Regions from separate parts of the Mus musculus genome. Here regions 2, 3, 4, 5, 6 and 7 are each linked to region 1. A link is a contact called in public Hi-C, HiChIP or PLAC-seq and promoter capture Hi-C data. All regions are on one chromosome and are shown on one strand. Each heading gives the region's core, a stretch centred on a gene start, on an enhancer-like site or on the middle of the called end of the contact. The rest is flanking DNA. Distances are from core to core; before and after follow the strand shown. Region 1 holds the start of Snx19 (sorting nexin 19). Region 2 overlaps Nfrkb (nuclear factor related to kappa B binding protein). Region 3 holds the start of Nfrkb (nuclear factor related to kappa B binding protein). Region 4 holds the start of Aplp2 (amyloid beta (A4) precursor-like protein 2). Region 5 overlaps Aplp2 (amyloid beta (A4) precursor-like protein 2). Region 6 holds the start of St14 (suppression of tumorigenicity 14 (colon carcinoma)). Region 7 has its middle 120 kb from the start of Gm15521.

Evidence for each region. Promoter capture Hi-C pulls out the DNA fragments that hold promoters and counts their contacts. A called contact is a pair of places that touch in the nucleus more often than the background predicts. HiChIP or PLAC-seq counts read pairs in DNA pulled down with a chosen protein or histone mark.
Region 2: a Hi-C map of B cells shows a contact between it and region 1, with 6 read pairs. The contact joins the enhancer-like site here to the promoter of Snx19 in region 1. A contact is called at or near these places in 4 of 39 promoter capture datasets (the C10 cell line, hippocampal neurons, liver and 1 more), 1 of 484 Hi-C or Micro-C datasets (B cells) and 3 of 115 datasets of contacts at active chromatin or transcription factors (bone marrow-derived macrophages, large pre-B cells and thymic regulatory T cells).
Region 3: an H3K27ac HiChIP or PLAC-seq map of thymic regulatory T cells shows a contact between it and region 1, with 8 times the contacts expected there. The contact joins the promoter of Nfrkb here to the promoter of Snx19 in region 1. A contact is called at or near these places in 7 of 39 promoter capture datasets (the 3T3-L1 cell line, the HPC-7 cell line, hematopoietic stem and progenitor cells and 3 more), 2 of 484 Hi-C or Micro-C datasets (CD4 T cells and CD8 T cells), 6 of 115 datasets of contacts at active chromatin or transcription factors (bone marrow-derived macrophages, embryonic limb bud, embryonic stem cells and 3 more) and 3 of 9 other capture datasets (adipose tissue, liver and macrophages).
Region 4: a contact with region 1 is called in an H3K27ac HiChIP or PLAC-seq map of thymic regulatory T cells, with 8 times the contacts expected there. The contact joins the promoter of Aplp2 here to the promoter of Snx19 in region 1. A contact is called at or near these places in 2 of 39 promoter capture datasets (liver and pre-B cells), 1 of 484 Hi-C or Micro-C datasets (B cells), 2 of 115 datasets of contacts at active chromatin or transcription factors (microglia and thymic regulatory T cells) and 1 of 9 other capture datasets (adipose tissue).
Region 5: an H3K27ac HiChIP or PLAC-seq map of embryonic stem cells shows a contact between it and region 1, with 2.7 times the contacts expected there. The contact joins the enhancer-like site here to the promoter of Snx19 in region 1. A contact is called at or near these places in 1 of 39 promoter capture datasets (pre-B cells), 2 of 115 datasets of contacts at active chromatin or transcription factors (bone marrow-derived macrophages and embryonic stem cells) and 1 of 9 other capture datasets (adipose tissue).
Region 6: a contact with region 1 is called in an H3K4me3 HiChIP or PLAC-seq map of embryonic limb bud, with 4 times the contacts expected there. The contact joins the promoter of St14 here to the promoter of Snx19 in region 1. A contact is called at or near these places in 9 of 39 promoter capture datasets (the C10 cell line, cranial neural crest, frontonasal cranial neural crest and 5 more), 5 of 115 datasets of contacts at active chromatin or transcription factors (bone marrow-derived macrophages, embryonic limb bud, embryonic stem cells and 2 more) and 2 of 9 other capture datasets (adipose tissue and liver).
Region 7: a promoter capture Hi-C map of hippocampal neurons shows a contact between it and region 1, with 2.5 times the contacts expected there. The contact joins the enhancer-like site here to the promoter of Snx19 in region 1. A contact is called at or near these places in 5 of 39 promoter capture datasets (embryonic stem cells, hippocampal neurons, second pharyngeal arch cranial neural crest and 2 more) and 5 of 115 datasets of contacts at active chromatin or transcription factors (embryonic forebrain, embryonic limb bud, embryonic stem cells and 1 more).

Annotation. Positions count from the first base shown.
Region 1 is chr9:30,425,327-30,428,990 of GRCm38.p6, reverse strand. It overlaps Snx19 (sorting nexin 19), which reads right to left and starts at 1,662. Exons shown (of 11, transcript NM_028874.2): 1 at 1-1,662. The coding sequence starts at 1,423. Gm30933 (predicted gene, 30933) reads left to right here and starts at 2,013. Exons shown (of 3, transcript NR_169179.1): 1 at 2,013-2,124.
Region 2 is chr9:31,417,121-31,420,784 of GRCm38.p6, reverse strand. It overlaps Nfrkb (nuclear factor related to kappa B binding protein), which reads right to left. Exons shown (of 26, transcript NM_172766.3): 24 at 1,703-1,809; 25 at 836-971; 26 at 1-730. The coding sequence ends at 605. Among named protein-coding and RNA genes, the nearest start is that of Nfrkb, 33 kb to the right of the region's middle. Within about 2 kb of position 1,769, at least 38 of the 459 cell types and tissues checked have an H3K27ac peak or open chromatin away from gene starts, as enhancers often do. A contact at or near this core is called in B cells, where this site is marked.
Region 3 is chr9:31,384,446-31,388,109 of GRCm38.p6, reverse strand. Nfrkb (nuclear factor related to kappa B binding protein) reads right to left here and starts at 1,918. Exons shown (of 26, transcript NM_172766.3): 1 at 1,840-1,918. It overlaps 1700023A20Rik (RIKEN cDNA 1700023A20 gene), which reads left to right and starts at 2,062. Exons shown (of 1, transcript NR_165167.1): 1 at 2,062-3,107.
Region 4 is chr9:31,209,919-31,213,582 of GRCm38.p6, reverse strand. Aplp2 (amyloid beta (A4) precursor-like protein 2) reads left to right here and starts at 1,735. Exons shown (of 18, transcript NM_001357698.1): 1 at 1,735-1,960. The coding sequence starts at 1,856.
Region 5 is chr9:31,146,800-31,150,463 of GRCm38.p6, reverse strand. Aplp2 (amyloid beta (A4) precursor-like protein 2) reads left to right here. Exons shown (of 18, transcript NM_001357698.1): 18 at 1-907. Among named protein-coding and RNA genes, the nearest start is that of St14, 17 kb to the right of the region's middle. Within about 2 kb of position 2,118, at least 40 of the 459 cell types and tissues checked have an H3K27ac peak or open chromatin away from gene starts, as enhancers often do. A contact at or near this core is called in embryonic stem cells, where this site is marked.
Region 6 is chr9:31,130,234-31,133,897 of GRCm38.p6, reverse strand. St14 (suppression of tumorigenicity 14 (colon carcinoma)) reads left to right here and starts at 2,099. Exons shown (of 19, transcript NM_011176.4): 1 at 2,099-2,352. The coding sequence starts at 2,272.
Region 7 is chr9:29,748,546-29,752,209 of GRCm38.p6, reverse strand. It overlaps a transcript of Ntm not described here. Among named protein-coding and RNA genes, the nearest start is that of Gm15521, 120 kb to the right of the region's middle. Within about 2 kb of position 1,744, at least 54 of the 459 cell types and tissues checked have an H3K27ac peak or open chromatin away from gene starts, as enhancers often do. A contact at or near this core is called in embryonic forebrain and hippocampal neurons, where this site is marked.

The DNA.
Region 1 (3,664 bases), core at 413-2,912:
CCAGCAAAGCTGTAAGAGAGGTGTCATCTCCTTGCTCCACCTCCTTGTCTGCTGTGTCAATCTGGATCTCTGGGCAATTAAGCACGGAGACCAGCATGCCTGTCTCTGTGTCTGTCCCTGGGGCCTCCTCGGCCTCTGCTCCTTCCATACATTCAGATCCCTCGCCATCCTTAGGCTCCAGAGCCCCGGAGTCGTCTAGGGCACACAGAGCATCTTGAATCCTGTCAGAAAGGAAGTTGCCTGGGGTCATTAGCAGGATGGTTTCTTTGCTCAGTTCAGACAGTGGTGACTCCAGTTCTGAGTCTTCACATAAGAACAAGGGGCCTCGGATATCTGGCTGTAGAAAATGGGATGAGCTATTTCCTACTTTTTTTTCTTCGAGCATCCCAGGCAAATCTCCCTCTACAGCTTCATGGCCTTCTTCAATCTCTGGGGAAGGGGCTGGCTCACTGGAGGTCAAGTGTACTGGGGCTGTTGCTGGAGAAGATGCTTTTCCTACTGGCAGACTCTCTACTTCAACAATCAATGGCAGAGATGTGGGCACCGAGGGCTGCTCTAGGACACTGGATGAGCAGGGGGGTTTAGTTCCCTGTGCTGCATCATGTCTGTACTTGGAAAAGATACTCACAAGAATAAGGTGGATCCAGTCAGGATCTGATAGCTTGCTGATCAGTGGTAAGATGACATTGCAAGTAATAACTTCAACCACAACGTGGCGTCCAGTCCTCGTCTCCAGGTGGGGCTTGGGCACTAACTCTTTTAGTATCAAGTTCACAATGCCACGTGCATAAGTGACCTCCGTGGTGGGACAGCTCATGGCAGGATGGGGAGCTGTAACCTGGCAGTAAGCATCCCACAGCTGGGAGGGCTGAACTGGACAGCTCTGCTCCTTTGCAGTAGCCTCCTTTGCCTGAATATAGCTCTGCAGGTGACAACCACAGAGAGTCAGAACCCTCTGGGTAAGAGCATGGCTGTCCACTATGCTCATCCGCCTTCGAAGCTCCTGAACCAACCCTTTCATGGCTGCCTCCATCTCTGCCTCGAAGGCCGGCTCATGGCTCACAGAACGATACCAGGATAACACGAAGTCTCGGATAATCATCTGGATAGTGCGGTTAATCTCCTGTTCCAGCTGCCTTTCTGCCTCGGGACATGGAGGACAGGTGGTGATGGTAATGAATCGTTCCAGGTGCAATTGACCTGAAGCCCCTAGGATGGCAGTGGAGCCCAGCCATCCTCCCAGCGCTACCAGCGATGCACATAGAAGGATCAGAAGCCACATGTTGACCAGAAGGTGGATGACCAGTAGCCAGCCCACCAAGACCCCCACGATCATTAGCTTCCGGCTACTCCATAGATTGCTGTGGACATAACTGGACTCGGAGATAGTCCCCTGGGTAGGGGACACTGTTTGTGCCTTCATGGTTGAAAGGACAGGTATGTTTCCACAGATGACAGCCTCCGATTTTATTTTGGTGTCAGGAGTGGGAGCATGAACTGTCACCGAAGAGAACAAGTCCAGCTGCTACTGAGTGAACTCTGGACCTTCGATACTACTGGCACTGCAGAGCGACAGAAAAAGCTCTGCTTCTCCCGCTCGCTTCTGTCGACAGGGCCCATCAACTAGCCTGTTCCAGCCGAGATGAGGAAAACTTTGCCGGCCTCCATCATGGCCCAGGCGGAGAGTCTCTTCGCAGCCCCGCGCGGCCCACGGACACTTACGAACTCCGAAGCAGCAGCCGGCAGATCGGGTCACACGTCGCTGGGGGACCCGTGCTCAGACTGCGCCCCTGGGAACGAACTCTTGGGGGGGTGGGGATCCTTCCGACCGCCGCGGCCAGCAGCCACAACAAGCTCCGGCCGCCCAGGCCACTACACTCCGCAACTCCAAAGTGGACAGAGCAGCGGGCCGGCTAGCAGCCGGCGACAGCTTCCGGGTCGCGGCCTGCGGGAGCGGGGTACGCTGGGAGAGCGGCCTGGTGGATCGGAGCCACGGACGCCCCCTGGTGGTGAGGAGCGGTGGTGACGGTGGGCGTACACACCGCTCTGCTAAGCTGAGAACCCAGAGCCCGTGCTCACCTGGGCCAAAACGGATACTCGCCCAGGCTCTTTAAAGTGCTGTTTGTAAATATCTCTAGAGGTTTAGGGAAACTTTCCGTAATGAGCTTTGTTTTAATTCCCTTGGAGACGTACTGTTGGGAGCTAGATTGATGAGGGATTTTAAAAATTCTCCTTGCTTCTTCCAGAACGCCCCACCTCTACCCCCACTCCACCCCCCCCCCCGACCCCCCTCCCAACTCTACTCAATTCACAGTCCACCTCTTTTGTTTTCCGGAGTAGTCAAAGGTAAGTATTAAGATGTGGGGCAGGTTTCTAGAGAGTATTTCCTATGTTTAGTCACTGGCTTGAAGAGTGGGTCCTTGTAGCCCTTGAAGCTAATTGGGGGAATGAGTTTATTTGACGTAAATCAGCTTTCAGTAAAGCGAGTCCCTATAAGATATAGTGAATTGCAAAATCTTAAGTACGTTCTGGAATGATTTTAGTGAATCGCAATGGTTAAAGGGAACCCATTAAGAAGATAGCCTTCGTGCTGAATCTTGAAGACTTTTCTGCCTGTCGGCTTCCTTTTCTTCCCATGTGCATAGGCATGCAAGGCAGAGGAAGAGACGTCTTGTTTTTAGTTTACCCTCTAACACATTTGCCCCTGTCTGTGTTCTGCTTTGAACACATCTGCCAGTTGTCAACTCAAAAAGAGTGACCTACAAAGAAAGTCAGTATCTGAAAGTGGCACTGGCTATGTGTAGAAGCATTGATGTCTTCTTTGTGTGAAGCCTCCACCTTGGTCCTTCTGGACTCTGCAGTGTGGCTCTCCTTTCCATTTGGACACAGATGAATGCCATCGCTCTTTACCAGTCTGTCCTCTGCTGTAGCCTTGAAGGATTTAGGCAAATTCACCAAATAAAACAAAACAACCCAACAACAACAACAACAAAACAAAGCAACAAAAAGCAAAAACTAAAACAAAACAACCCCCAACCCGCAAAAAAAAAAAAAAAAAACCAAGCAAAATAAAACAACCCTGTACCAGAGAGATCTTACAGCTTCCTTTTCTGTCTCCACTGCTGGTGTCAAGGTAATAACTTTATTTGAATACAAAGGAAACCATCATCTACAATTGGATGTGGTTGACAACTAACAGCCTCAAAGGCCAACAATATAGTTTAGGATCAAAGTGTTTCTAGGCAGGCAAGGTGATCTCTGGAGTTACAAAGCACTAATTCATGTTGCCAGGGTGAACATCCTTTCACTGTATCCTCCTCCCAACTGAAAGGAATGTGAGACCTGCAGACTGCCTGTCTTGTCCTCCCAAACTATCCTGTTGTTCCGGGAACAGTTACCTGACAGTAATGCTCTAGAGAAGTAAATATCCCTGCTGCCCACGCAAGAGTCACAGCAGAGACTTAAATGGCGGAGAACTAATGGTACCACTTAGGACTTCGCTTCTGCAGCTCAGAGAAAAACCTCCCATGCATCATGAGACCGAAAGTGCAGGGTAGCAACGAACTGACCTTGTCAGTGGGCGTTGTGCCACCTGAGCAGATGGTCTGAAGCTCTGAGGTAGCCAAGAGTGTCTTCCTGATTCTGCAGCACAGTTGATGGACAT
Region 2 (3,664 bases), core at 520-3,019, 990 kb before region 1:
CTCATGGCCTACATTTCTTACTATATAACCTCTCCACTATCAAGTAAGCCACCAACCTACTAAGAGCCTTGCTATGTTCTCATTCTGGTTGAAGGGGTAAGTGATCAGTTTAGGGGCACTAAAGCCCAGGTTTCTATTTGATAAAAGACATATAGTAGGTTCTTTAAAAAAATAAGTTACACAAAAATTTTCTGGACACAAAACTCACATCTCAACAAGTCACCAAGAGGATCAGAAACTAAAAAGTAAAACCTCACATAGAATGAGGCTTATTCCCTGCCGGCCCACTCAGCAACTGGCAGGCCTGCTCCCTGGACATCCAACACTCGGGAGGTAACCCTGGCTTGTGTGACTGTGACCTCCCAAGACTCTGATGTTCTCTCTTCCTGGACTAGACAGATTATCCCTGGAGCCCTAAAGAGGGACCCCTTTCAGAGCTTCACTCTGGAGCGTGGCAGCAGAACCTAGGCCGCAGTTGCCATCACTCTCCACCACCCTGCCTCAAGCAGGACAGCTCAGAAGAACGATGCAGCCTCCTGCTGCTCCCTTTCTGTCGGCCGAGATCCACCGGGCCTGGTCTCTTAGAGAAGCCGCCTCTCCTCGGTCACTGCTGCTCAGGTGCTTGTTTAGGAGATGGAGCTGTGGTCACAACAACAGTGGACACTGCTTTGGAGGAGCCAGAAGCCGTGCCCTGTTGCAGATGGGATGCCGGGACGGTCTGGATGCGCACCTGCTTACAAAGAGAGGAGGTCTGATCAGTGGACTGCACTGTTCATCAGTGAAGAAAAGAAAACAGACAAACCTGAGCTGGTCAACAGTCTGCATCAGACCTTACCTGTGTAGCCTGACCTTGTTGCTGAAGCTGCTGCAACTGCTGAGCAGTGAGGAAACTCACTGGCTTATTGCCAGCAATGAGTTTGGTACCTGCTGGCATGGTCGTGAGGATGATGTTGCGACCCAGCCCACTGAGACTGTGAAAGGGAAACGGAGGTAAGTATGACGACATTGCTCAGGCTCAGAATGAGGCTACGTATTGCATGAAGGACAACGAAGAGGCCCAGGAAGAATCTTCTGGATTCAAATGCAATCTCATACTAGGACATTTCTTCTAGCCTTCCGTGGCAAGAACCGCCAGAGTAGTGGATAAAATGGCCTAAACTCTACACACGGCCCAGGAAGAGTCAGGCACTACCAGGAAGCATGTATCCCTAGCAAGGAACTCTCGAAGTTGGACAAGAACTCAGAGTATCCCAGAGAGTACAGGAGTGAGTCAGCCTCAGCAACCCAGGAAGATGCCTGTCTCTTAGGAAAGAAAGGGCCACCCCACATCCCAAAACAGCTTTATAGTGATTAGGAATGCCAGAATGACTGCATGAGTCTTTTATTCCTGTTTAAGTCAGGGCCAGAGAAAACCAACATTTGCCAAACTATCTTAAGCTTGGCCTCAAATACAGGGCGGGTCCCTTACAGCATCCCAGGCCAGCACCCTGCACTTCCTCGCTTTCTACACGCAATATATACTGCTTTACTACCTCCCCCCCCCCCCCCCCCCCGCCCGTCGGATTCCTCTCCCTACTCTATCCAAAACAGTACTGGGGATGTGTATTACTGATGCAATGTGTATTACTGATGAACATGTCAGCTGCCAGCCACCTTCCCATTCTGGACCAACTGTATTTGCAATTCTACAAACAGCACTCACTTGGCTCCAAGGTTGCCTTTGATGATGGGGGCTGTGACCACGCTCTTGCCCTTCATTGGCTGGCTAATCACAGAAAGAGGAACTGTGATTCTGGTAGGCAGTTTCCCCTACAAAGAAAACAATTAGCTTTGTGGGGAAGAAGGAGATATAACAAAACAGCTAGTGTTTACAGAGAAGAAGCAAGAGCACTACAGACACCTCCAACCCTCATTTCCCCAAGGGTCCCAATGTTCCTGAAGACAGAACCCAAGCAACTCTAATAAATCGGCTTATAACAAGTTATATATCATTTGTTCTACTATCTAAAGAACAGCAACTGTCTGTCATGCGAGGCTCGTGTGTGTGTGTGTGTGTGTGTGTGTGTGTGTGTGTGTGTGTGTGTCTGTCTGTCTGTCTGTCTGTCTGTCTGTCTCAATTCAGTCTTCCTGCCTTGGCTTCTGCAGTGCTAGGACTCCAGGCATGCACCACACACTCAGCTAATAGCCTGGGACTTTTAAACAATGCGGGCAACTCCATTTTCTGTGTAAGTAAAAGCCTTTGGAGACAAAGGGTGCAAGAGTATAGTTTCAATAGGAAATGTCCCCCACTGGCTCATACACTGACTGCTGCCAAGACTAATCTGAAAGAAGACAGACACTTTCAGGAGAGGTGAGGCCTAGCTGGAGAAAGCAGCCAGGGGGAGTATGATCCTGAAGGCTAGCTTGATCCCTCAGTCTGGTCGTTGCGCCACTGGATGCTCCCTCTCATGAGCTGAGCAGCCTGAGACATGCTCCTACCACTATTATTCTCTGCCTCATCACTGGCCCACAATCGACAAAGCAAAAGTCTGGGCTAAAACCTCTATGACCATGTCCTGAATTCATCTCCCTAAGTTGTTTATGACAGGATTTTGACACAGCAATATAAAATCTGACAGAGGGCTGGTGAGATGGCTCAGTGGGTAAGAGCACCCGACTGCTCTTCCGAAGGTCCAGAGTTCAAATCCCAGCAACCACATGGTGGCTCACAACCATCTGTAACGAGATCTGACGCCCTCTTCTGGTGTGTCTGAAGACAGCTACAGTGTACTTACATGTAATAAATAAATAAATCTTTAAAAAAAAAAATAAATAAAATCTGACAGAATATAATTCTCAAAAATTATTTTTTTTTACATTTTTATGTTTGTATTTTACCTGAATGTGTGTATGTGCACAACACATGTGCCTAATGCCAGTGAAAGACACGAGGGCACTGAATCTACTGGAACTTTAGTTATAAATGGTTATGAGCCACTATGGGGATGCTGGATCCTCTGGGTATAATTCTTTATATACTCCTGGATCTGTAGAACTTTTCTGTCTAGATCCATGAAGAATGCTGGCCTACAGCTTTTCTTTACTGCAATGTCTGCATCTGGTTCTGGTGTGAGGATGGTGCTGACCTCACAGTCAGATTAAGTGATTCTACTACTCCTACAAAAAATTTACACTATTGTGACATTCTTTCTTCCATAAGCATTTGGCAGAATTGGCCATGGAAACTCTTCACTAGTTATAGTTCCTATATTAAGTATTAGCTCAATTTATGAGAAATAAGTCAACTGAAATGACCCACTTCTTCCTTACATAACTTTTCATTTTGTATTTATCACGGAAACAAACAACTCTATACCTGAACCACAAAGTGTGTGTTTACCTGGCAGTCCTAGATCCTGAGCCACTTGGATTGATGAATCCTATCTGTCTAGGTGTCTATAACACATGATATAGTGCTGGGAACTCAGGAACTATATGGTGAGGAAGGACAGAAGACCGCTAGTGTTAAAGGGAAAATGGACAGCACCCCAGTGGAATGCAGGCTTACCTGGGCAGGCAGCAGGACAATCTGATAAAAACAAGTCATATTTCTCCAGAGATAAGGAAGGTTAGTTAGGGGACACTAATAACAAACTTGGCCAAGTAGAAAAAAAAATCTAACCCC
Region 3 (3,664 bases), core at 669-3,168, 960 kb before region 1:
AATTTAAGATTGTTTTTAAAAAGCCATTAACATTAGTAAACTCAGATACTAACTTATATAAATTATCTCTCAAGTCTTGTTTTTTAAAGCAGGGGGTAGGGTCCCATTCTGTATCCCAGTTTTCAAGTAATTCTTACAGCTGTGCTTATTATACCTATTATACAGGTACTAACTGAAGATCAAAGCTTGGAAATCGCTTACCCAACTCTTGGTTGGCTTGCCTGCAGATGTTAATATCATATACAATACTTCTTACATACTCTCAGTTTAAACTGTAAACACCTGATATGATTTTATTCATCCACATAAATTCCTAGGGCTCCAATCACCAGACTGTTATTAGCTGTCAGTGGCCAATCTGACCTTCAGATCCATGTAAGTTAATGCAAGCATTTCCCAAAGCTGGAATCAGTATGAAGCTGAGGCCACGGTTCTGAACAGTGCTAAGGCACAGTGAACTGGAACTCACCGCTGTACCTCAGTGGTTCCCAGCCTTCCCAATGCTACGGCCTTCGAGTTGTGGTGACCCACCTCCCAACCATGAAACCGCTTCTGTTGCTACTTCATAGCTGCAATTTTGCTGTTACGACTTGTAATGTAAATATCTGTGTTCTTCAATGGTCTTAGATGATCAGTCTGAAAAGGTCACTCAACCCCCACTCCAAAAGGGTCATGACCCAGCTGCTCTACATGTACTGGACTCTTATCACTATTACTGACAAACAGACCAACAAGCCCACAAAAGTGGGAAGAGCAACCAGATTCTACCCTGGGGCCGTCACTATCTGTGACATCTTACCTCACCAGGTGTCAGGCTCCTTACCTGTAGTTAAGGAGGAGTTGGACCAGGCCCTTCCTACCTTTCTTTTCTCTTAGGATCTTAAAGGGAATCTCCAGCTAAGTGAGCTTACATTAACAGTGAAGATCCTTCCCACTTCCCAAGTTCTCAAATGATAATGGGTAAGTCTGTAATATACCTAGAATGGAAGCTCTTTTCTGCAAAATGATTTCACGTTCTGACAGTATTTCAGATCAAGGAAAGATACGGCGAGTGTTACATGGACACAGCTGTGTGGTCCCCAGGTAACTGTGCGCGCTCATCGTCAGCACACAGAGAATTGAGGACATCCTGCACGCATGTAGCGCCTAAATAACTGAGTGAAAGTGAGAAAGGAGCAAGACACCTGCACGTAACAAAACTTAAAAAAAAGAAAGAAAAAAAGAAAGGAAGGAAGGCCGGCAGGCAGACCGACAGACAGAGGCAACCTGATGCTTAGAATAAACTCCTCTTAGCGTAAGTGGCATAGACAGCGTGCAAAGCCAGTTACCTCATCTGACAGGTGCACAATGTACACAACTCACTCAGAAGCTGCTTCCAATACCGGCGGTTGATTAAGCTACACATAATTATCTAGCGACAACCGCTGCCTTGCCACTTATTCTGCACAAGAACTCAAAATACAAAAACAGGGGCGCTGCTAGCGAGCCGGAACCCCGGAAGCTGCCGATTTCTAAGTGTTGGGGGTGTCCCGGGCTGCTTCGCTAGACCAGGAAGGCCTCTTCTCTGCACCTGGGCTAGCCCACCCTCTAGACCCTCGCGAGCAACCAGCAAGCAAGGACCTCGGACCGCAGCCCCACGTCGCCAGCCCCACCTGCGCGCAGCGCGCCGCGGCCCGCCCCTCCCCCACACGTCCTCCCCCTAACCCTCGCCCACCCGGCAGCCGCACGCCACGCGTGGGGCCCGCCGCGTGCCCACGGCAACGCCCCGCTTCTCCCTTTCTCCCCGCTTCTCCCCTTCCCCCGGCACCCACCAAACCCGACGCCTGGGCCCGCCCTCACCTCAGCAGAGTCCGCGGGTCTCACCCGGGGTTCGTCGGGCCGTGGGCTCCGAAACGCGCTCGCTCCCGCAAGGCGTCTGGGTACGCGCACGTTCCGGGCTCCGGCAGCGGAAGGGGCGGGACCTGTGGGGCGAAACCTAACGGCGGGGCGGAGCGTATTGGGCAGGACGGGCAGGGGCGGAGCCTGTGGCAGCACCTGAACCGCCCCGACGCGTCTGGTGCCACAAGCTACGTCGGTGCGGAGAAGGCACGATCCATTCTGTGCGGGGTTCTCCTGGCTCAGGAGCTTTGGAGGATAGAGCGATGTCGCCTTTTGTCAGCTGCGAAGCAAGAGCACAGTCTGACAGGCACCGTGCTAACCACCACTTCTTGTGTGACAAAATTTTTCCAGGGGATACTCAACACGACAAATCAAAATACCGAGACCACCCAAGTCCAACTTGGTGAACTACTATTGGGATTACTTGCAGGCATATGGGTGAGGGTTTACTTAACAAGAGCAGAAATGACTTAGCTGAAAAACCAAGGCTCACCCCAGCATGAGTGACAACTCACAAAAGCTGGGAACCTGAAACACTGCACAGCCTACAAGCAGCTCAACAGGTTGCAATGAGTCCTTTCCAGGTGCCTCAGTTGGTCTACACCTTTCCAGGCAGCTCAGCTGGTTTCTGCTGCCTCCAGGTAGCTGGTCTGGCCTCAGAGTCGACTTTGTAGCTTTTTCCCCAACTCAGAATCCTCAGTTTAGCGTCCTTCCATCTGAGAAGGTCTCTCAGCTTTTATCGTTTATTCTGGCAGAGAGGAGCCTAAAGAATCTGATCCGTTTCGGGGACTTCCTGAAGCTATTTTGAGTTGCTTAAAGAGCTTTTCTTGAGTTGTTTAAAGAGCTTCCCTGCAGAAGAAAACTGTTAGACACCACCACTCTGTCGGGAAGGCTTTGCTGAGGCCACCAGACAGTGGAGGACCTCTTGCAGTCTTGAAGGTTGGGAAATATAACACAGACTCTAACCCATGTCTCCAAGTCCGCACAACTTGCAGAAAGTGAAAACATCGACAACTTACTCTTATGATTCATCATTACGCCTTCTTTCTCTAAGACCGTCTTATTTAGAATGTCTTCTCAAGTATTCTACAGTTCACCCTCTGGTCCTGCGTGGGTTAGCCACTGTTCCTTCGGTTTAATAAACATGTCAGGGGAGCAGGGCATGCCAGGCATGTCCTTCTCTCAGTGGAAAATAGTGCTTTCCAAATAAAGCCAAATCTTTGCACCCATGCGCACGCGCACACACACCCACTGACTCTATAAGCGTCCTTGGATCAGCGGGGCATGGTGGCGCAAGCCTTTAATCCCAGCACTCGGAAGGTAGGCAGAGGCAGAGAGGCAGAGAGGCAGAGAGGCAGAGAGGCAGAGAGGCAGAGAGGCAGAGAGGCAGAGAGGCAGAGAGGCAGAGAGGCAGAGAGGCAGAGAGGCAGAGAGGCAGAGGCAGGTGGATTTCTGAGTTCAAGGCCAGTCTGGTCTACAAAGTGAGTTCCAGGACAGCCTGGGCTATACAGATAAACCCTGTCTCGAAGAAAACAAAAAACAAACAAAAAAGATGTCCTTGGATCCTGTTGGAATTAGAAACCACCAATTAGAAATGGCAGTGCAGCGTCACTCTGGGTGACCAGACAGGAGAGCATTAAAACATTACAAACTGCCATTTTCATTAGCCCTTGTTCTTAGAGCAGTTTTAGGGTCATACAAAATTTAACAAAGCATAGGTTTACCTCAACCCCCGCCCCCCCCACACACACACATACTCTTCACCCACAAGTGATACATATTTCTT
Region 4 (3,664 bases), core at 486-2,985, 780 kb before region 1:
TTCCAGTTCCAACTTGCTTTAGGCTGAAATTCCCTTACGTCATTTCCTAAATTCGTTTCCCCCCTCCCACATATTAGATGCTTTTACTATTTCTTCACAAGGGCAGGGAGACAGAGAAGAGAGGGGAAGATCCAGAAAGGGAGGGCAAAATCTTAATTTCCCTTATCTTTTCTAAGGGCCACTAATCCTGTCCTGAAATGCCCCCCATCCATGACCTCAACTAAATCCAGTTACCTTTCAAAGGCCCCACTGACAAGTGCCACATTTGTTCAATGTATAAATGAGAGTGAAGGTAAATTCAGTACTAAACTCATGCTAATTCTAGGGCCTCTGGATTGAGTACTAACATTTATCGAATGAGGTCCCCATTTGGAGACTCACTGGGCGTAATTCATGTCTTGTCAGTGATGTGAGAGACATAGAGACCTAGCCATGGGAAAGTGCCACGGTATGATACAGCCCTCTCAGCATTCTGAGGTGGGTGAAATGACATCTGTGTAAGGTGTTTCCTGTAGGTGGAATGGAGGATTGTGGGAATGGAGCAGGAGCAGGAAGGGCTGTGCAATGGAAAGGTGTCTGGCATCCATTGAGAATGAGGCAGAGCCAGTTTGACCACAGCGGGACTGCTTACGTTGGCGTGCAGTTGCAGAATGCATCTGTAAAATACAGGGTCCTTACTGTCCCACTCTGCCCACTATAGACACTGTCTCTCCCTCTCCACTAAGATGCTTCCTGCGGAGAGGAACTTGGTTCTTGATATGGTTGAAGCTAAAGAAATGAGTCCAGGTCTCTGCAGAGGGTGGTACATAAATCACCCGCTACGGAAAGGAAACAAAGCCAGCAGAGCCCTCGTGATGGAGAGGACAAGGTGCCAGTTGTGAACTGGGGCAGCAGGCCGCTTTCCCAGGAACCAAGATGCTGGGGAGCATGAAAAAAGAGAGAAAGCGTGTCTTTTGCTTTAGAGATCTTAAACTGAAGAAAAATGATGCCAGAATCCTGTCCTGAAACACATGAGAAGGGGGGTGGGGGGGTGGGAGCTTGTGTTTCAGTGGCCTGGCGCCACTGGCCTCGGCGGGGAAGGCCTCTCTGTGCCGCAGGGGCTGTGACGACGAGGAGGGGCAGGGAAAGGACCTAAGGAGCAGAGGTCAGCGGTGTGCAGACACTGCGGGTTCAGGGGCGAAACAAGGGCGCAGAGGTCTGGGGGGGAAGAGCGCGCCCCGTGCAGCGCTGGGGAGAGCAGAATGTCGGCGTTCATCCTCCAGGGCGACAGGGTCGGTCCTCTGCAAACCGTCCGGAACTCCCAACAATTCATCCTGTTTTTAATTAAAACATTTTCCAGAAGCCCCAAAGAGGGCGGTACCCAAAGGAATATGGAAAATATCCTGCAGGGTTAGGGGAGTGGGGCGTGCCCAAATCCCGATGCTGAAGGTGGATGATGTAGAGCCACCCCAGGAGACAACCAAACAGGAGCCTCCCGCCCTGGGAACAGCGGCCCACGGTCTACCCGCGAAGACTCCTGCGCCCCCAGCCTCGGGTCCAGAGCGGGGGCGGGGCTGGCCGTGGCTTGGGGCGGGGCCACGAGGGGGCACGCGCTGGGCGGGGAGGGGAGTCGGTGTATCCGTGCTCTGATTGGACCTGGGCTAAACAAGGGGAGGTATCTTAGGCCAGTTATGCCGGCTCGTATTGGGTCCTGTCGAAGAGGGGCGTGGTTTTGTGAAGTCAGTTCCGGTCGATGTAAAACCCCCGGGGCGGCGGCGAACGGGCTTCAGACGCTTCTGGGTCGCGGTAGGGAAGCGCTGTAGCCTGGCTGTGCGAGAGACGGGGAGAGCCCAGCGCCACAGCGACCTGGAGAAGGATGGCGGCCACCGGGACCGCGGCCGCTGCGGCCACCGGCAAGCTTCTTGTCCTGCTGCTGCTCGGGCTCACGGCGCCCGCTGCGGCTCTGGCTGGCTACATAGAGGTGAGGACCAGGCGAGCTCCCGATCTGCGTCTCCTCCGGTCGCCCGGGAGCACGGCCTGTGGGCGGGCGTGGGACCGGGGGCGCGGCGCGAGGCTCGGCGCAGCGGCGGGTTGCCTTCCCCCCACCCCGCCCGCGCGCCTCAGCTTTGCGCAGAGCTTAGCGCCGAGGTCGGGCTGCCTCTGTCGCCGCAGAGGCCAAATGAAAGGCGTCGGGGCTGCGGGGCCGCCCCAGCCCCCTACCCGCTGGCGGCGCCGCCGCATCCTCGGGGACACCGCACCGCGCGCTCTCCCTCCCCCGGGGCCGTGCGCGCCTCAGCCGTGCGCCCTGCGGCCCCGCGGCGCTCTAAATGGGGCGGCCTGCACCGGGTCCCCGGTGCCCGCAGCGGTCGGGGGCCTGGGCTTCGGGCTCGCACCTTGACGGTCGGCGCGCAGCAGTCGTTGACCAGGTGGACTTGGCAGCGGGGATGCGGCTCCAGCCCTGGCGAGTGGCCGAGATGCCGAGGGAGCGGGGAGAGGAGGCGCCGCCAGGGCAGCGGGGCGCTCTGCGCCCTCCCTTGCCTCCCAGTCGTTTGCACAAGTCTGGCAAACTAGGGAGCCCGGCTTTCCTCCTCCCAGGGGACGTTGAAGCTATCCACCAGTACATTTGGAAAGCTTCAGGGGGTACTTTACGTGGGTCAGGGTCACAGTGATTGTTCTGCACCAGAGGTCACCCCCGTTAACCTGGTGAAGTCGTCTAGGGTCCCAGGTGGTTGGCGGGAGTTCAGGCCGCTGGAAGAGCCAGGATGTCGGATGTGGAACCCGTACTGCAGCTTGCTCTGCACCTAGCCTCCCCGCAAGAACCCTCTGTCGCCTAGGGAGACATGGGACTTTATTTTTACTTACTTTCTCGAAATAATGCTTGAACTGTAGGACTGGACTGTGTGTTTCTGGTGTTGTTTATTTCTTCTTGCGCCTGCTTGTATTAAAAAAAAAAAAAAAACCCACCGTGGCTTTCTGTACGTTGAGCCAGTGTCAGAGATTGCGTTTGATAAAATAGGCATGACCTGAGAATGTTCTAATTAAAAACCCGGCTCAGAGTGAATTCATTTCTACAGAATGTGTAAATATTTCTATTGGTAAAAAGATCTAATGAGGAAAAAAATCTTCCGGATGGCACATCTTAAAACAATCTTTGTATTCATCTTGCTTGAAACTTTTTGACTGAGGTGGGAAAAAAAGATAAGTCTTAAGTAGAAACAGTTAATGTTTATACACACGAACTTTTCGATTCTTTCAGCTTCCACACAGTTGGTAGGGCTGTATCTGTGATCCCTGATAAGATGTCACTGGGAAACAGCTACATTGAGCGGGGATAAGAAGAGAAGGGTGGGGAGACCGAGTTTTATATATTGGGTGGGACTTAATGGGTCAGTGTCAAAAACCATTGTTCACACTCCACCTCACTTTCCAGCGGTGTGAGAAACTTTAGGTACTAGTGAATTCACAATAAAGAATTCATCAGTTTTAAAGAATCCATTTAATATTTAATGTCTCCAGGGGAAAAATACCAATATCAGAATTAGTTGTTATGGATTAATTTTGACAGATCGCCACGCTGTTCAATTGAAAAGTTTGTCTAAACAAAGTAAAAAACATTTTTGCAGAATGCTTTTAAAATGGAGTTTTGTAGACTTTTCACTTCCTTGGAACAATATTTTTATTCACA
Region 5 (3,664 bases), core at 869-3,368, 720 kb before region 1:
CTCATTTGCTGTGCTGGTTTTACTATTATTTGTTTTCAATGTATAAAGGCAGTATTTCCCTTTTCAGGTTGCTGAGAAATGTAAGAGGAGCTGAAGTACATTGTATGCAGTTACTGACTGCTTTAGGCATAGTCTCCGCAGAAGCCTCGTGTGTCCAGTGCTGGGTGTTTGGGTGCTTCTGTACCAGCCGTCCCCAAGCAGGGCTAAGGCACCTTGAACTAGCCAGATGCAAACATAGATTCACTGTGCTTTCCTTTCAAATCCAGTTCTTCCACAGCAACTAGCCCATAGTCAGTCTGTGTTCTTCCACAGTTGTTTACGGTAGCCTTTTCCTATCCACTTCCCTTACCAAGTGTATCCAAGCGTGCACCCACCTCCTCATTGGATGGCTCCCTCCATGCACTGACCCTCTGCCTGCCTTTGTACCTCACTCACCTCCACCGCTCTCCAGCCCCTCTGATGGCCACTCAGAGAATACCATAATAAACATGGCTGAGGACCCAGGAGAGTTCACGGGAGGCTTCATCATATGAAAGGACAATGTTCTGGGTTGTGCATGAAATTGGATCTGTAGACACTGTGGAAACGTTTGAAAGTGTTTGTTTCCTTCATATGAACCTGTAAAATGCTGTGTAGCTGGAGTTCACGCTCACAGCCTTTAGCGCTTTGTTGCTTGTTTTGTTTTAATCTGAAGGTTCTGGTAACCTGTTTTTGTTTGTTTGTTTATTTGTTTTGGTTTGGTTTTTGTACTTTTCTGTGACTCACCTGCCCTTCCTTCCCCCCTTGGCCCTAGCCGTGCCTCGTCCCACTATGCACAGATTGAAACTTCACCTACAAACCTGTTAGTGTGATCTGTGGAGAATGTACAGAACTTAACTACATCAATAAACACTTTAACGTCCCCTGAGCACCTTGTGTTCCTGACCATGGCTTCGATCTATGCTGATGGAGCGTTCTAGGCCTGCTTTTGGGGATGAAGGGTGTCTATCTTCCTTCAGTGAAGAGTTACTAGCCTGTATTACAGTGGCCATAGTAAGTTGAATCAAGAGCTCCGTTTTCATTCCAAAAAGAAGGAGAAAGTGACTGGCTTGCTGGCTGTTGTGGGATAATCTCAGCACTGTGGGGGAGGGGTTGCTCACACGGAGGACTGATGAGGTGACGGCCACTATTGAGCGGGTAGCAAGACCCTATTTTACGCGCAAAGAAAGATGAAGGAAAGCCTGCCTGTGGCATTTTGCAAAATTTAAGTCAAGACTTCTTCCCACTGTTAAGAATAATGTCAATAGAGCTTATGGCTGAATTTTCAGGAAGCTGTCCATAGCCGCTGCGGCGTCTGAGCTTAAGTGACTTGCCACTAGAAGTCCCTGTGCTCAGCGACTTGGGCTTTTAGCTGCTTCCAGGGCTTTGGGCCTGAGCACTGTTATCACTCAGTCTTAAATACTATGCTACAAGAGTTGATACATGTTATGAAACATGCAGTTACTGGGGTCATACCGTATGAGTTTCTAAGCCAGTAAGCATAGGGTGGGGACATGCTGCCAGCAGTCTGATTCTCTGTTAACATTCAACACTGCCCAGCTGCTTCTATGATGTCCCCTCAGGTTACTGCCCAAGAGAGTCACAAAGAGAGAGAGACCTTTATATTTGAAGTGGCTTTAAAGAGGTACCACTGGACCCTCTATTGCGGCCTGGGAAATGACTTTGCCATTCATTATCTAATTCAAAATACAGCTTTGTTTATTTGTCTATTGTCTGTTCACGGATTCTCAAGTATTGTGTGGCTTGGCTATCTTTGCAAGCCAACCCCAGTCCAAGTCTATCCAACTGGTCAGCTCTCAGAACTTGTCACCAGCACTCTGTTGACAGTGGTGTTCTGGGTGTTGAGAGCTTGTGAGAGGACCGTGCATGACCCACAGTGGATTAGCTACAGTAGAGGTTGGGTCAGAACACAAGAATTCCTGCAGCCAGGCCTGTGTGTGTCTCTCCCTGTACGGGTTTGCTTTGCACTCAGCAAGGCGTTGACTCATTTAATTGACTTCGCCTTAAACTGTAGAGGTAGTTGTGTTTATGGTAGCCATATAGTGATTACATTTTGTAAGGAAACACCCACAGAAATGTAAAGCGGGAACTGCCCTTTGACCTCACCCAAGCAGGACGGCTCCCTCATGGGCACAGAAAGAAACTTACTCATCTCCTGGTTTCTGCTTGGATGACTAAGCTGTGACCTCTGGGGAATGTGGCCCTGCCCACCTTGCAGTAAACCTCAGGTGCTGGCTGCTATTGAGAGTGAAGGGCCTATCTGCCTGTTCGCTCTCAGTTGCAAATCCGAGCCCAGTGGCTGAGATCTGTGCCTGACCCAGCTATGTAGATGACCTGCTGTGGTTTCCGTTGCTTTGACAATCGATACTCTTATTTTTGAAGACATGGGTTAGAGTGCAGTAAGTCTCTGAGATTCCAGAGGATCCAGGGGGCATATCCATAGAAACATACTGTCAGATTCTTAGGAGAGGACAAGGACAAGGGCAGAGCAAAATGAAGTAAAGGGGCATCTTGATTGTAGCTGAAACATGACCCCCGCATCACCTGCACCACCTCATGACACAGCCGGAGTCTGGTTCTGACAAAAAGGAATATTTCCCTTTATTTATAAAATGAAGAGGCCGATGTCTCTTGCCACTTTGCCTATGAAATAGGCATGTCTTTCTGTCCTTTGTGGTCTTGGTCACAGACGTCATTAGTCAGTTCTTCTGTCGAGCAGCCCAGAGATTAGGCGTAAATTACATTTCCCCAAAATCTTTGAAATAGATTAGAGAGGACTTGGGAAGTCTCTAGATTTCTGGCCAAGAATATCCAGATCTGGGTAACAATTTGAAAGTCAAATATTGGGTGACAGCGGTGCACTCCTACAGGAGTGCCAGTCCTGGGGAGGCTGGGGCACGACAACTACTGAAGGCCAGCCTGGTTTTTATAGTTCAGAACCAACTTGGACTACGTAGGAGACCCTGTATCAGGATGTGTGTGTATTTGTGTGTATGTTTATGGATGTGGATGGATGGGTGTGTGCACATACACATGGAAACTCGTAATTGATGTTAAATGTCTTCCTCAGTTTTTTCTCCACCTTAAAAACAATTTGTGTGTGTGTGTGTATGCTGTATTTGTATATGTCTGCAGAGGACATCAGACACCCAGGGGCTGGAGTTACAGAGTTTGTGTGCTGTCCATCATTCAGTTAGGAACTGAATCCCAATCTCTTGGAAGCAAGTACTCTAAATAACTGCTCCAGCCCAGTCCACTTAGTCCCTCACTAAACCTGGCTCCCCCCTTTGGCTAGGCAGATCAGCTCAGGAACCCTTTACCTCCCAGGGCTGGAATTACAAGGGGATGCGCTTTGCCCAGCCTTCGGCCCTTGTGTGAGTCCTGGGAACTGACGTCAGATGCCCGTGCTCATACAACAAGCACGCTGACAACCATTTTCCCAGCCTCCAACTGAGCAGAGCTGTGCCTAACCTCAATGGCATTTTTTAGGAGGCAGCACCACGTGCGTATTTACAGTTATGTTTAAATTATGTATGTACCAAGTCCAAGATGGAAACCTGGGAGACAAGAAAAAGATGGAAAAAAATTTCCCAAATAATTTATTATATAAGGGGGAGATAAAGCC
Region 6 (3,664 bases), core at 850-3,349, 700 kb before region 1:
GGCATGGTTGTGCAGTGAGGGAGGCATGTGGTCAAGGCTGGCTCATTTGGTTCTGAGTTAGCCTTGTACAGTGAGAGATGAGAAGGACTGAAGACTATATGCATGTGTGCGTGCCATGAGTGTGTGTGTGTGTGTGTGTGTCATGCTGGATATCAAGTGCATGAATACCATATGAGACTTACTCTACCATTGAGCATCATCTCAGGTTTTGGGTTTTTAAACTGGCTACTCTTGGGGTTCTTTGTTGACAATTTAGAGACAAAAGTACTTAATATCATGTATATTGTTCTTTCTTTATTGAGGCAGGGTTTGCTATGTAGATCAGGCTGGCCCGTGTGTTTGCCACCACACCTGCCTTATATATACTTTATAACGATTAAACCAAACAGATTTAAGATGTTAGCATAAAGTTTACTTTGTCCGGTTGTTGGTCATAGGGATGTCCTAGGCATGCACATAGGGTGTGCATAGCACAGGAGGGTGACTCTTCTGCTGGACTTACGACAGATTTGTGGCATTGCCTGCACTCAAATGACCAGATGGGTGCCTCTCACAGACGAGATACACATTTAGCTTTCTGAGATAAAGGATGGAACTGCAGGAAGTTGAGAAAGAAAATGAGTCATTCTTTTCTCAACAGAATAGCAGGTCCAGAGCCACAAGTCCCTTCTAGTCTTTGCTGCCTCGAATCAGGCTAACTTTCAGTCATTCACTAATTAAAGGGTGTTTGTGCCAGTGGTAATCCAAAGCAGGGAGTTATTTTTCAATATGCTCCATTTGGCTTTGGAATTCTTTGCATGCAGTATAGTGGCAAATTTATTTCCCTGTGCATCACACTCACATAACTTAGACTTGGAAGACTCCGGTCAGTGAGACACAGTAGTGCAATGATAGAGAGACAGAAAGACCCAGTCCTGGCTCACAGGGAGGACGAGTCTGTGTCAGTAGACTCTCTTTGGTCTAATATCACCAGAGTTGTTACATCACTTATCTCCAGAATACATCAGCAGGGGGCTCTGCTTGCTGTAGCTGCTGTGGGACACAGACTCATAGAGATTTATGTTATTTTAAGAAGGGCTGGGTTCTAGGTAGAAACTTGGGGCTTGTTAATTTCAAAGTAGGAGTTCAAAGGAGCAAAATTTCATTTTGCTCATTCTTGTTTCCCAAGAGCTAGGACAGCACATACTATGAGCTCAGGAGTTTTGGTTCACTAATCAAGACTGCAGAATATCAGCAGAGAAATACCCAGGTGGGGAACACCTTTGGTGCCTGTGCTGGGAAGGCACGTATCCTTAAAGAAGGAAAGTGTGGGTCCTGCAGGATGACTGAGCCAGTAAGGGCTCTTACTGCCCAGCCTGATGATTCTCCATCCCTAGAACCCACAAGGTGCAAGGAGAGACCAAGTATCTCGCAAGTTGTTCTCAAACACGCAAATAAACAACGACAACAATAACAACAAATTAAAGGAAGGGAGTGTAGAAAAAAGGGAGGAGGTTGACTAGCGATCTAGTCTAGAGGTCAGAAAGGATTACGAAAATACAGAAAAGACGCTTTTCAAGACGGGATGTGCAGTCAGTATCTGATGCTGCAAATAGTTGGAGAAAGACTCTGGGGACCTGCAATCATTTCTCTGGGCACAGGCCACTGTCAGTGGCTCTGACAGCGAAGAAGAGGCTGCTACTGTCCCCAGGAGGGGACATGACACAGGAGGAAGGCCTGGTCTTAACAACAGCTGGCTACGGTTTTGAAGGGACAATAACGGAGACACAGGCATCTGGTAACATGATTGATTGTAGGGAAAGATCCACGGGAGAGAGATTAAAATTGTATTAAAGATGGTGGAGAGATGGCCAGTATCAAAGGACCGGACTGAAGGGCTGTGCTCCAGGAGAAAGAGCCACCCGTGACAAAGAGGAAGAAAGAGCCAGAACTCTGTGGTGCTCCTTTTCGGGGTTCTGGCGGGAGGGAAAGAGCTTCCTGGGGGCGTGGCGGAAGGCGGGACCGGCCGCAACAGGTGTGCGGGCGCCGGTGCTGGCTGGCTGGAGGGGCGGGGCGACCCTGGAGGCCACACCCTGAAACTACCTGAGCTGGGAGGAAGGATGAGAACTGGAGCCTCCGCCGCGGGCCGGGCGCGCTGGGCCTGCCCCGGAACTTGGCCCGTGCCTCACCTCGTCCCCCTCGTCCCTCGTGTCCCCAACACCCCGCGGGCCATGGTAGACGGCTGCCCGGAGGGACCACGCGTCTGAGACCGGCGATCGGACCGCCAAAACCATGGGTAGCAATCGGGGCCGCAAGGCCGGAGGGGGCTCTCAGGACTTCGGCGCGGGACTCAAGTACAACTCCCGGCTAGAGGTGGGCGAGGGCTGGGGACCCGGGGTCGGGCGTCCACAGTTCTGATCCGCGCGCAGCGTCGCCTGCGCGGGGCCCTCGGTTTCGCCCGAGCTCCGCTCTACGGCTCGTGGGTGGCCGGAGCTCGGGCGCACAGGTGGAATTTCCTGTTCGGTGGGTGCCTGGCCGCTGGTGGCAGGGCGGGGCCGGTCGGACCTCGGTCCCAGACCTGCCTCGCGCTGGGCACTGAGGAGGTGGGAAGCCGTAGGGCCCGGAGGCGTCGGGGTTGGGGCTGGCAGGATCTCCGTGGGGGTCACCATTGCTCTGGGCTATCAATCAGTGCTCCGAGTGGGTGACCTGGGCTATGGCAAGGACAAGTTGGAGACTTGTCTGTCCTTGGCCTCTGCACAAACTCGTTTTAGTCTTCCTGGTCAAAGGCGCTTTGGATCTTTTGTAAGGGTTGAACTCAGAGCAGAGCTTTGTCCACACAGAGTGTGGAGCCCTTGAGAAGGTGGCTGTCTGGGTAGTGGTGAAGCATGTGTCCTGAGCCTTCTGGAAGAAGCCTTTAGTAAGCGGGAAGCAGAAGCCTGAGAAGTCTCTTGAAAGACCTCAGAAGCATTTCACTTTGCTGCACACAGTGGGGGAGGGCGTTAGTTATCCTGAAAGACACACACGGGTCGTGGGGTAGTGGTGGCGCCGTGCTCTGGTGGGACTAGCGGCCAGGCTTTTTTCTGAACCGCAGCTAGAGGCTGGTGAGCGAGGCTTGTTGCTCTGGCAGAGGCAGTTTCCTGGAGCCGAGCCTCCCCTTCCGCCGCTTTTTCATGCACTCCTTCTCTGCTGACTTGGAGAAGACCAGATCTCGGGGGACCGTGAGCTGGGACTTCACTTCTCACCCCTTGTAACAGAGTCCCCGCAACCTGTGCTTCTGCCCTGCAGTGAGATGCCACCTGCTGCCGCCTTCTCCTTCTTTCTGTGATTGGGGTGTTTGCGAGTCCTTAGTAATTGCCTGCTTGGAACTCGTGCCTCCTCCGCAGGTAGCCTGCCGCTTGGTGTTTGACCTTCATCTGTTTTTCTCTCATTTTCGGTTTGCCCTTCCAGACTTCCCTTTCGAAGACGGGTGCTGATATTGAAAGTGGGTCCTCTGGTGACTGAACTCAGTCTCCTGTTTAGGCCACGTATCCCTAGGGTGGGAGCCAGGGTGGGGCTCACCACTCTAGTCCCTGGGCTCCTGATAGATTACTATTCACCAGGAACGCCTCTTTGCCCTCCTCCTAGGTTCTCATTCATCTCCATCACTTGGGTTACGCCTACTCACTTCTGCGGCTTCTTTCTCCTG
Region 7 (3,664 bases), core at 495-2,994, 680 kb after region 1:
TTCCAAGAGGCTATCGTCCTTCATCCTCACGGGATGCCTGAAATAGCAAGTAGTGTTAAAACCTCTTCAGACTGGGTTTTGGTTATGGATACATATCTGTGAAGTTTAACTGACATATGTGTCATAGTATGAGATTAACAGTAACTAACAGTACAATACAATGATATACACAAAGCTGGAGCAATGGCTCAGTGGGTGAGAGTATTTGTTGCTTTTGCACGGGGCCTCAATTCTGTTCTCAGCAGCCCTGTTCCCAGGCACCTGTAACTCCAGCTCTAGGGCACTGGTTATTTTCTTCTTCCTTCTGCTGGAACCTGCACTCATGTGCACATCCCTACATTCAGACATCATGATTACGATGAAATAAATCTTTTAAGAGACACTAAAACCCCTGTCATCCTGGAGTGGAAAGTATGTGAATATGGTTTCTTGTATGTGCCTGTGCAGATGTGACTAGCTGAAAAGCTAACACCCTCACTTTCTTGTGATGGTGGTGATGACAAGCCACAAGAGGTAAAGCTTCAGGAAGCAAAGCTGGGGGTGAGGGCAGGCTATTGTACACTGGGGTTAGTGGAAGTAAAAAGGCCAAGGCTTAACTGGCTACAAATCCTTTGTGCTGACACCTGCTGGAGAGAAGTGGAGCTCATGTCTCCAGGTGGCTGCCCTATGATTTTCTTGAGGACTTATGAAGCAGCCAATCACATAAAACCACTTGCAACCATTCCCAATACCTGTGATGTCTTGAAAAGTGATCTGGTCAGCACCTAGTTTTTTTATGACCGCTACCCACCCAGCCAGCACTTTCTAATAATACTCTGCCTTTAGCCCCCAGGATCGCATAGCAATCTACAAAGATTAATTAGAAGTGCTTTTCAGTGCTCCTTCTTGGTAGAGACAAGAATGGAAGCTACTAAAAGGGAAGTAAATTAGCCTCCCTGAGGGTTGGAAGGGAGGGTTCTGCCTGAGGGCACCTCTGGTTCAAGCCAGGGCTGTATTTGAAAACCAAAACTCTTGAGACCTGGGAACCAACAGAGAAACAATGTCATCAGATACTCCAAAAGGATTTAAGTGTAAGAAAATAAGGAGGCTGCCTGTGTTTATTCTTTTACTTGAAAAATGATGTAAACACCCAAATTTGTTACTATCTCCTTCCACGCGATTCCTGGCAAGATGCCCAAGATTAACTGACGTTTTGAGAGATTCCAGTATCCACACCATAACAGGCCCTTGCACTCTGCTCTTCCCTTAACCAGAATCTGCACCCCCATTCCTGAGAAGCTTGAGGGGCTCACAGGGGTAAAGGCAACCGTTGGATGCCTGTCTGTTTGGAAGCCGCCCTAAGCCTGGTGCTTGGTTCCTTCGGCAAAGAACCTGGAGTGGTGGGAGAGAAAGGCGGCATCGGGCCATTGAGGAAGTGCAGCTGCAGAGTGCCAAGGGGGAGGGGCCGGAGCTTCAGTGACGCTCTGTTTTATTCTTGCAACCAAGGCACAAATTAAAGCAAAATTAGAGACTTTCTTCAGGCATTGGATGACGGGAGGAGAAGGAAGATGGGGAAGCAGAGCTTTTAAGGACAGCGATTTGAGAACATCCGAGACAAATCAAGCTGGTGGCTGACTCTCTTCTTTTTTTTTTTATTGTGGAGTACTTACTGACTTTCCTTTTGGATTCCGGAGGGCTTCCCTTCCCCCCTATCTTTCCCTTTTTGCACCACGTACATGTAAATGTGATTGAGGAGTCTCTCGCCAGATCTGCTGCCTCGGCAGCCTTCCTGCCAGCTGGCCAGGCTGGGGAACCACGCTGGAGGCTGGCTGTGATGGACTACTTCCACAGGCTGCCTGGGGGGAAGTTTGCATCCGGAGGGGCTCCAGAGACCCTCTTGGCGGTTGAATAGCCGAAGGAAAAAAAGGCGAAGATGGAGGACCCTTTCAGCAGACCCCAAACCTCTTCTCTTGGCCCTCAGAAGACGTCCAAAATACCCCCACCATTTCGCCTGGCTAGACATTGGCCGCTGTTGTCAGTGTCCCATTCCCTGAAGAATTTCTGATGCTCAAAGTCCAGGTAGATCTAGAAAGCTATGCTCCACACCCTCCTTTCTCTTTCCAGCTAGGCTGTGCCAGTAAAACTCCAAGAGAATCTTATGCAGTGCTTACCCCCTCTAGACTACTGTAGCTGGTAGACAGCCCTAGTGTTTCTGGACTCAGCTTCGGTCTGTGTTTGTCTCCTGCACCTGTCTCCTTCCCACCTTGCCCTCAGATCGTATCCATTTCTTTATATTTTTTTTCTTACCGTCTTTCCTTTTCTCTTATGATGTACCAGACCCTATCTTCAGTAATTTGACTTCCCAAAGAGTCTGTGGAGCAAGCTCACAAACTCTTAGGGAACCTAACCTTGCCTGTTACTGACTGGTAACCTGTCTTTAATGTTCAAAGAGATTATATTTTCTCACAGGAATTTGGGGGAACTTAGGGGTCATCATTGGTATAGGTGATTGGCAGATGTTCACCAGGATATCTTAGGAGAGCTCTTAAGAACCTCCCCCTGACCCTAAGGATAATCACATCCTAACCCCCTCCCAATAAGCAGGTAGTATGTTTATTGGCTCAATTATAACTGATAGCGTAAAAACAGCAAAAACAGTTCTCATCTGAAAGAGGTAGTTTATTATAGAGCCAAATAGCCCCAAAACACAGATTCAGGGGTACTCAAAATTCGATGTTTTGGCATGGCAACAGTTTCAATAAATTTCCTTGCTGCAAAACCAAAGAACAAAGACAGCCACAAATCAAGACACTTTTAAAAACTACATTGGTGGTCATAGGTTGCAGCAAAGCAGAGAAAGCGCTGCCATAGTTCTTGATGGTATATAATAAAGTTCTTAGCTCTCGGGTTGGTGGGATGTAGTTGAATGCTAAGTTAATGCATTTGAAAGGCCTCAGGTGATAGTCACTGAAATGTTAGGTCAGTTATAAATGTGGGCTCCTTAGAGGGCTAAAGATAGTCCAAGACACTTTTTAAGCAGATGCAATGCCTTCGTCATTCCAACCTCCCCGTAACCATTGACATTCTAATTCTTTAATCAGCCTTTGTAGAATGTGCCATGTAAGGAGAGACTGCTTTCCAGAATCTTCTATTTATTAAACAGAACATGGAAGAGCAGTGGGGTTCGAGTACCATGACGAAGGTAGAAGTAGATAATAGCTCTCATCTTAGGCAAGATTTCTCACTCTCCCTCACCTTGCTCACGGTGGATGAAACCAGTTGCAGGTGGTGCAGCATTCTTTAGAGATGATGAGAGACAAACACCTGCCACCAGTCACATGAGCCAGCTGGAACACATCTCCTCCCTTCTAGCTGAGCCCTCAGACAAGACCACAGTCCTGACCAAAACATTGCTGTAACTCCTCAGAAAGCTTAAGCCAGAAGTGCCCTGAGAGGCTGTCCCAGACTTCTGGCTCCAGAAGATGCTAAGTAACAGTGTCCTGTTTTGAGTTGAGGTATTGGTTGCACAGAAATAGATCAAGAAGGCAGTGAACACACAACCCCTGCCACCTTCTATCCAATTCTCATATTGTATTAAAGAAAAAGACTATGGAATCTCAAAGAGAAAACCTACAACAGCTGCTTAGCACCAAGAGACTCCTTTCAAAATATTTTTAAGTCTCTG